Linked DNA regions of Rattus norvegicus: regions 1 and 2 are each linked to region 3. The links are chromatin contacts, called in public Hi-C maps. All regions are on one chromosome and are shown on one strand. Each heading gives the region's core, a stretch centred on a gene start, on an enhancer-like site or on the middle of the called end of the contact. The rest is flanking DNA. Distances are from core to core; before and after follow the strand shown.

What was found. Hi-C and Micro-C count contacts between places; a contact is called where the count stands out from the background.
Region 1: a contact with region 3 is called in a Hi-C map of Schwann cells, with 4 times the contacts expected there. The contact joins the promoter of Pias4 here to the promoter of Gadd45b in region 3. A contact is called at or near these places in 7 of 12 Hi-C or Micro-C datasets (the A7r5 cell line, Schwann cells, frontal cortex and 4 more).
Region 2: a Hi-C map of liver shows a contact between it and region 3, with 2.9 times the contacts expected there. The contact joins the promoter of Creb3l3 here to the promoter of Gadd45b in region 3. A contact is called at or near these places in 9 of 12 Hi-C or Micro-C datasets (the Rat2 cell line, Schwann cells, frontal cortex and 6 more) and 1 of 1 datasets of contacts at active chromatin or transcription factors (oligodendrocytes).

Annotation. Positions count from the first base shown.
Region 1 is chr7:9,195,752-9,198,451 of GRCr8, reverse strand. It overlaps Pias4 (protein inhibitor of activated STAT, 4), which reads right to left and starts at 1,420. Exons shown (of 11, transcript NM_001100757.1): 1 at 1,339-1,420. The coding sequence starts at 1,365. It also overlaps a transcript of Eef2 not described here.
Region 2 is chr7:9,272,022-9,274,751 of GRCr8, reverse strand. Creb3l3 (cAMP responsive element binding protein 3-like 3) reads right to left here and starts at 1,432. Exons shown (of 10, transcript NM_001012115.1): 1 at 1,326-1,432; 2 at 529-660; 3 at 1-125. The coding sequence starts at 1,352.
Region 3 is chr7:9,429,337-9,432,036 of GRCr8, reverse strand. Gadd45b (growth arrest and DNA-damage-inducible, beta) reads left to right here and starts at 1,319. Exons shown (of 4, transcript NM_001008321.1): 1 at 1,319-1,594; 2 at 1,683-1,784; 3 at 2,209-2,431; 4 at 2,674-2,700. The coding sequence starts at 1,551.

The DNA.
Region 1 (2,700 bases), core at 171-2,670, 230 kb after region 3:
TCTAAGGATGCTACAAGAGGGAATTCAAGCAGTAAAACTGGGTCCCAGACCCACAGTTCACATGTACCCATCTCAAAGTTCTGTTCCCCAAGAGTTTATGTAAATGGTATAGATTTTGGGTGAGTGAACAGGGGGGAAGATGGTTACACTTTTTAAAAATTTTTTGGAGATAGGGTTTCTCTGTGGAGCCATGGCTGTCCAGTAACTCACTTTGTAGACTAGACTGGCTTTGAACTCAGGGAGATCTCCCTGCCTCTGTCTCCTGAGTCCTGGGATTAAAGGCATGTACCACCACACCCGGAGTGCACTTTTTATTCAGAGTCTCTAGAATCACTCTAAGGGTCCTGGTGGGGAGGGAAGAACCATGTAACAAAAGAGACAGGAAAGGAGGGTGGGCAAGTCAGGATCTTATTGGTAGGAAGATGCTTGAGGAAGACTGAGGGGCTGGAGCCTTGGCAGGGAGACAGCGTAGAACTGGATGAAAGCTAAGCCAAGCTGTACTCCGGGAAGGTTTAATGGGACTCAAGAAGGTCAGAGCCCTGGTACCTTAATGCAGAAATGGGGGAAACAACCCTAAACAGTGCTCCCCTGGACTCAGTCAAGGTGTCTCGTGGGGATCAATCTGAGGAACACATAAAAAGAAGAGGGTGGTGGGTCCAGCGGGCTACACCAGGCAGCAGTAAAACCCTACAAGATGATTCACTAGGATGTAGAGGTTAGAGAGTGAGGCAGGATCATTGGAGGCTGGCAAGTGGGGAGTGGGACTCGAGGGGTGGGTCTCTAAAATGAACTTGGACACTTATAGTTGGGTTGAGTCTGGAGTCTGACTTATTCAGTAGTGGGAGGTGTCAGTACGGGCCCAGAGAATCAGAGCACTTGTGGAAATCCCTGCAGACCTTCCCCATGCTGGCCTTTAGGGGAGGAAAGGGGGGGGCACCCGGACCTGAGTCCTACTCGTTGCCTTGGAAACCCGATGGAGAAGTCACTGCATTCCTTCGGCTTCCAAGACCACAGAAGGACCCCCACTTCTGTCCCAATGGAGCTCACCCAAAAGAGGACAGTGCCTGTTCCCGGGAGGCTGTGTATTCGCAGCCTGTAGGAAACCCAGTTCGGGTCGGTAAAGAAGTGACAGTAGACGGCGGGGACACCCCAGGAGGGTGCTGGCGACCCCGCCCCCGGTCTCCCCGCCCCCCGCCCGCAGGCTCAGCCCGCGTCCTGGTCGCACCCTCGCCAGCCCGCGGCGCCACACCCCGCCCCCCGCCCTCCTAGCTCCCTGCGAGGAGCGGTCCGTACTCCGCCACCCGCCTGTCCCGGCTGGAGCCACTCTCCCTCACTCACTTTGGCCTCCACCAGCTCTGCCGCCATCTTGGCCACTAGCGTCCCCCGCGCCGGGAGGCCCCAGCCGTCGCGTCACGTGAGGGCCCTCGACTGTGGGGCGGGACCTGCGCGAGAGCCAATAAAAGCAAGTGCTGGCTCCTTTCTCCACGCCCCCGCGCCTGAGAGGCGGGAGGAGGCATCGCGCGCACGCGCCCCCAGGAACCACCGCCCGAGGATCTAGCCAATCACAACGGACAATTGCCAAGCCCCGCCCCCACAGTTATTTTTCAAGGCGCTGGCTGCTACCACGCCCACTCGGGGAGGAGTCTGGGTGCTTAAAGGCATAGCAGCACTTCCCGCCGCCTCATTTCTCTTGCTTCAAAAAAACCGCTAAATTTTTGTATTTGTATTTATTTAGTATGTACATGTGTGAAAGTCAGAGAACAGTCTAGGAAAGTAGGTTCTCTCGTTCCACTGTGTAGGTCCCAGGGATGAACCGGGGATCAGACCTGAGCCATGCGCCCTTTGCCGTGCTCCCTCGCTCTTACTGACCCCACCTTTTCTAGAGAGCACAGGCCGGACCCCCTGCCTCGTTTTCAAATTGGCTTGCGGTGGCAACAATTGTGGGCTTTTAAAATTGTTTTAAAATTTTGTTTTTTGAGACAGGGTTACCATGACGCCCTGGCTCTGTGACACTCGCTCTGTAGACCAGGCTGGCTTCAAACTCACTGAAATCCGCTTGCTCCAGCTTCCGGAGAATTGGGATTAAAGACAGCCGAATCAAGCACAGCCTAGTCTCGCTTGTTAAGGGCATAGAAGCCCCTCCAGCAGCCCCCCCCCCTTTTTTTTTTTTGGTGATCAAGGCCACGCCCACTCTCCTGTGGTCTGTTTTATTTATATATTGTGGGAAACTTGCTCATTTTTTGGTCGTCCAAAGACAATTTAAGGAGTTTATAGTTCCACAATATGGGTTCAGGGAATGGAATTCAGGTCATCAGGTTTGGAGACTAACGCGAATGGGTGTGGGTGCACGCGTTCTGAGCCTCCTATGTGGAATTCGGAGGACAATTTGGTGGAATTGCTTTCTCCTTTAACCAGGTATCACAAAATGAGTCCCGAGGATCGAACTCCTAATAGGCTTGTGGGCAATCACCATTTCTGGGGCCCTGCTTGGCGTCCTAAGTACTCACAAGCCCCACCCAACTCCCAGGATTTCGACGCTTGCACTAAGGCCACGCCCACTTCTAGCCCCGCTCTGGGTTTTTAAGCCCCGGACCGCGCGGCCTCTTGCTTCCGTTTCATTGGGAGGACTGGACCGCGCCCACGTCCAGCGCCAGGAGGGTGGTCTTAAAGGTGTATGTTCTTCCGGCTATGGTGCATTTT
Region 2 (2,730 bases), core at 183-2,682, 160 kb after region 3:
GGTAGATCCTCAGAGATGCCGCTGTCACTGTCAGCTGGGGACCATATTGGGGAGCTGGGGTCAGAGTCTCCAGGTCCCAGGATGGAATTTAGGAATTCATCAGAGTCAGAATTTGGTAGAACTTTCTAGAAGAGCGGCGGAGAGAGCAAGACAGACACAGGTTTCCTCAGATTAGTACCATGACTCTGGGCAAAATCCCTGACTCTCTGTGCTGCCATAGGGAGGGAGTTACCCTTTCTCCCTGAGCATCTGAGATGCAACAGCAGTTAAATGACAAACAGGGACCAGCAGGAGCTCTGTGTTCTGGGTTTGAGTTTGAACTCAGGTGGACGTCATGGGACTCTGAGTAATGAGCACCAGACCCTCCCTCTGACTCCCTCCCACCCCCAACATCCATTAAACGGAGTATCTAGCTGCACATTGAAAGGTTGGTTAAGCAGATGTGTGATGCTTAGAGGCTACCCAGTTCAGTGGCGTATCCTGTGCCCCACCCTGGCTATGGCTGGAAATCTCCCGGGGGACCCTCACCTGTTCCTCTCTGGTGAGGATCCAGCTCTCAGCCAGGTCTACATTTCTCAGGATGCCATCCTGCCCGTCGAACAGGAGGTCAAGGACTTCCATGCTATCTAAGGGAGCCATGGCACAGGCAGGGGACGCCATCTGGATCAAGGAGAGAGAAAGACTCCGTTCGTACACACAGCACCCCAGCTCCTTCTAGGCCAAATGTGACTTCTGTCCAGCCCCTGGGCTGGGTCTCTGTGAATCTGCCTAAAGTGTAGCTGAGGTTGGGCCAGGATAACAAGAGAGTCTTTAAAAACCATGGTGGCACAAGGCCATCAAATCAGGAGGCAGACGCAGGAAGGTGGCAAGTTCCAAGCCAACCTGGTCTACCACTAGCAAGTCTCAAAACAAAAAACGAGCAAAACAAACAAGCAAACAAACAAATCTAGAGTTCTATGTGGCTACTGGGCCTCAGTTCATACACACTGTAGTCAAATTCTTAAATATCTGTGTTTGTAAAAACAAGTATGGAGCCTGGGCTTGGTGGCTCACACCTTTAATCCCAGCATTCGGGAGGCAGAGGCAGGTGTATGTCTGTGAGTTTGAGGCCAGCCTGGTCTACAGAGAGAGTTCCAGGACAGCCAGGGCTACAGAGAGACCCTGGTTCCAGAGAAGACATTGGTGCCTGGATCAGCCTGTCTTGAAGTCCCTGGGAGGCTCTATGATCCCAGTGCTCCCCTCTCCAGCCTCAGCCTTCCTGCCAGTGTTATGGGGTTGTCAGCCTTCGACCCCCCCAGCTCAGCGTCTCCACCATGGCCTCTCACCTTTCCCGTCGATATGTCCCCATCCATGAGTCCTGCACCTATGGCAGCCTCGTTTCGGGCCCCTGTCACTGCCTGCCGCAGCCTTTGCCACGTCTCCTCCTCCCGAAGGATGCTGAAATACAGACCAGCAGCTTCCAGCCCAGCTCCCCACTGTCGACCAGGAGACAGGCAGGATCACAGACCAATGGTGAGTGGCAGTGGCAGAGGGAGGGCGGGATGACCACTATCTCTGTGTTTTGTGCTTTTTCCAGGGAGCAAAGTGCAAAGTCTGGGGGTGTTGAGTCTGTGTGACCTCTCCCCTACTTACAGCCACTGTTTCTGTCTAGCGTCACCGGATGTTGGGTGCCCAACAAAGCCCAGGGTCCTTGGGTAGGTTGCCAGCTCCTGGGACAGAGAAACATGGCAACCACAGGTGTGTGGAATTCATGCCCTCATGCAGAGTGACAACTGCTGACCCTGCAGGAGCGAAGAAGGAGCCACCTGCCCACATCCTCCACTGTCCCACATGTTAATCAATTCTTTCTGGGATCACCAGGCCTGCATGCACTTAGTCAACAAATATTTATACAAACTGCACTTTCTCTACCCTAGGGCCTTTGCACCTATATTCATCCACCAGTCCTGTCCCTGTAATTGACTCCGTTCCATTGCTTTCTTGTGTCCTTCCTGGCCCAGCCCAGTCCCACTCACTATTATCTGAGGATGACTTGACCTACAGATGATCTCCTGCCTTCACCTCGTGGCTTACATGGAGCCGCACACGGCTCGGTGTGCATGTTAGGCAAACTCTCTGCCCTCAAGCCCCGTCTGCCACATCCATCTGCTTCCTGCTTTCCTTCCACTTTCTGTCTCTCTGTGCTGCACCCTCATCCCTAACCCTGAACCCTAACCCCCAATCCCACCTCTGCTCCAGCCACAGCAGCCTCACTCATTGGCCAGGATAGACTCTACAGGCCATTACTAGCTGCTCTCGTCCAGAATAGGGTAGGTATACAGTTGGCACTCAATTGATAACTTGCTCACTGAATAGCTCTTGTGTGCCAGACACTGGCTTAGGCATGACCAATCAATCCACGAGCGCCCTGGACTGAGTTGGGTAGAGAGATGAGTATGGCTTGATAAACAAGTGCCACCAAGAAACCAAGTGACTCCATAGCAAGGAGTGAGGGTCACCCAGAGTCCTGGAGGGGAGGCTGAGTCAGCTGAGGGGAGAGCAGCTGGACGGTACATCAGGCCGAAGAGATAACCTGTGTGTGAGGCCTGAGGCAGGACGGGCCTTCGGGCATTGGAGGAGCATGGAGGATTGTCCTGTGGCTGGAGCAGGAGGAACAGGGAGGGACGAGGAGCAATGTCACTCTTGAAGTGACATTGTGTTGGGTGGGGAGCATAAGCAAGCACCTATGCA
Region 3 (2,700 bases), core at 70-2,569:
ACTCAGGGTGATTCACCGGGAGCCCCCGTGCGCTGTGGGAGAATCCCACGCGGGGTCTGTCTGCCTCCCTCATGTCCTTGCCGTCCGCTACCAGCCCTCATACTGTGGCTCACAGAACGCCCTCGGAGACCTCAGTTTCCATTTTGCACAATGCAGATAGCCGGCCAAACCTTGGAAAGATAAATGACACTCATGGAAGAGGGGGCCTGTGGTTCATGCTGCGTACTACAAAAATGCCAGGGACATAAAAGGGGCTGCCGGGTTGGGGATTTAGCTCAGTGGTAGAGCGCTTACCTAGGAAGCGCAAGGCCCTGGGTTCGATCCCCAGCTCCGGAAAAAAAAAAAAAAAAAAAAAAAAAAAAAAAAAAAAGGGGGCTGCCTTTCAGCCACCACTCCCAGGGGGCAGCACCGGATCAGGTGTGGTGACGCGGTCTGAGGATAGACCGGGAGGCAGCCGGCAGGGGGCGGGGCCGCTCCGGAGAGCGTCTGGAAGGCTCTTCACCTGCGCCTCCCCGGCTCATCTGAAACTCGGGGTGCCAGGAGCGGGGAAAAGGGGTTCCGGATCTTTCCTCCTGGGATCCCTTAGTGCTCTGCAGCCAGGACCCCTGGGGCACCGCCAAACCACCTACCACGACCACTGGGAAGCTTCCTGTGTGCCTCTCCCGCGACCCCCGCCTGAGGGGGCTGAGCGTTCTCAGAGCACCTTTGTATGCGCTGGTGGGATGCCTTTGTAGTTCTCACTTTGGGGAGAGGATCCCACGGTCCTCAAACTTACCAAGTGTTTACTATATACCTTAGACTTATTTAAACACTCTCCAACTCTCCAAGGCCGAGCTGCAGACTTAGCCTCCTGGCCCATGCACATCCCTTCTTTTAGAGCTTGGGAAAGGCTAGGGACTCTCCGGGGACAGGGAGGGGATTCCAGACAGCTCTCCCCGAAAGTTCAAGCCAGCCTCTCGCGCTGGAAACCCCGCGCGCGGCCTGCGTAGCGCGGCTGCCGGGAAATCAGGAGAGAAACTTCTGTGTTTTTTTTTTTTTTTTTTTTTTTTTTTTTTGTCTGTGTGTGTGGTTTTTTTTTCCTCTCTCGATTCGCTGGCAGTCGCCGCTGCCTGGGTTCACGCTCCTCCCAGCCCTGACCCCCACGTGGGGCCGCCGGAGATCCGAGCTCCGCCCTTTCCTACCTCCAGCCAATCTCAGCGCAGGCTACTCGGCTCTTTGTGCCTCCACCAATGGATGGGCGGTGCATGCCTCCCCTGGCCACGCCCTCTCCCGGGCGGTCTTATAAGCGGCTTGCAGCGCCGGCGCGCTCACTCCGCGTCAACCCGGGATCCGTGTCACCTCCGTCTTCTTGGATTAATTTCGAGGGGGATTTTTTTGCAATCTTCTTTTTAATCCTGCTTTTTTCTTGGGAAAGTAAGTCCCACCGCCTCCGGAAAGCCTCGGACACTTCTGGTCGCGCGGGAAGGTTTTTACCTCTTGGGTTCGGATCTGGACGAGTGCTTTGCCTTGGGGATCTTCCGTGGGGGTCCGCTGTGAAGTGTGACTGAATCATGACCCTGGAAGAGCTGGTGGCGAGCGACAACGCGGTTCAGAAGTGAGTACAACGGAGACCGAGGTCTTCTCGCCCGCCGCCTGAGGTCTGCTGGGCTGTCATCGCCTAATCTCCCCATTTGGCCTTTTAGGATGCAGGCGGTGACTGCGGCGGTGGAGCAGCTGCTGGTGGCCGCGCAGCGTCAGGATCGCCTCACCGTGGGGGTGTACGAGGCGGCCAAACTGATGAATGTGTGAGTCAGCACCCCCTTTTCTCGGGCGTGGGTGGGGGCGCCCCTCTGATGCACGCGCGCTCCAACATCCCTCTAGGGCTCGGGGCTTTGGGGGACTTTCCCAGCGCTCCTGGGAGTTGGGGAGTGGAGGGCGACATTTCTCAGAGAATTTTTTGGGAGAGGGAAAGAGACTCGCTGCAGAACCCTGACTTTGCAAGTTTGAGGTTTTGTGTTTTTTGTTTTGACAAGCAATCCCAATAACTTTGGACTGCTTGCTTCCTTCCTCCCCGCCATCAGTATTTGCATAGTCGGCCACCCCGGCACCCTTGCACCCTGGGTCTTGCTCACCCCTCCCCCTGAGGTTCCCGGAGCTAATGCCCTCCTCCGTGCATGGCTACACCCGCTCCTGGTCTGGCGTCCCTCTGACACTCCTTCTTTCCTGCAGGGACCCCGACAGCGTGGTCTTGTGCCTGCTGGCCATAGACGAAGAAGAGGAGGATGATATTGCTCTGCAAATTCACTTCACCCTGATCCAATCGTTCTGCTGCGACAATGACATTGACATCGTCAGGGTATCAGGCATGCAAAGGCTGGCGCAGCTCCTGGGTGAGCCGGCAGAGACTCTAGGCACAAACGAGGCCCGAGACCTGCACTGCCTCCTGGTCACGGTGAGTGACCCACCCCGCCCTGATCACCTGGGTCCCGTGTTTGTCAACATAGCTGGGCTGGCTGCTCCAACACCAGCTCACTGCCCAGCCATGCTCGGCATGTCCCGTGGGCTGCCTCGTCACCCTGGCAGCTATTTTGAGCTAGCCTGTTTTTCTCTAATAGGGCTTCTGGAGCTGAACAGAGGCTCCCTACCGAACTCCTAGAGCTCCCACTAAACCCTTTCTTTTTCTCCCTCCAACAGAACTGTCATACAGATTCCTGGAAAAGC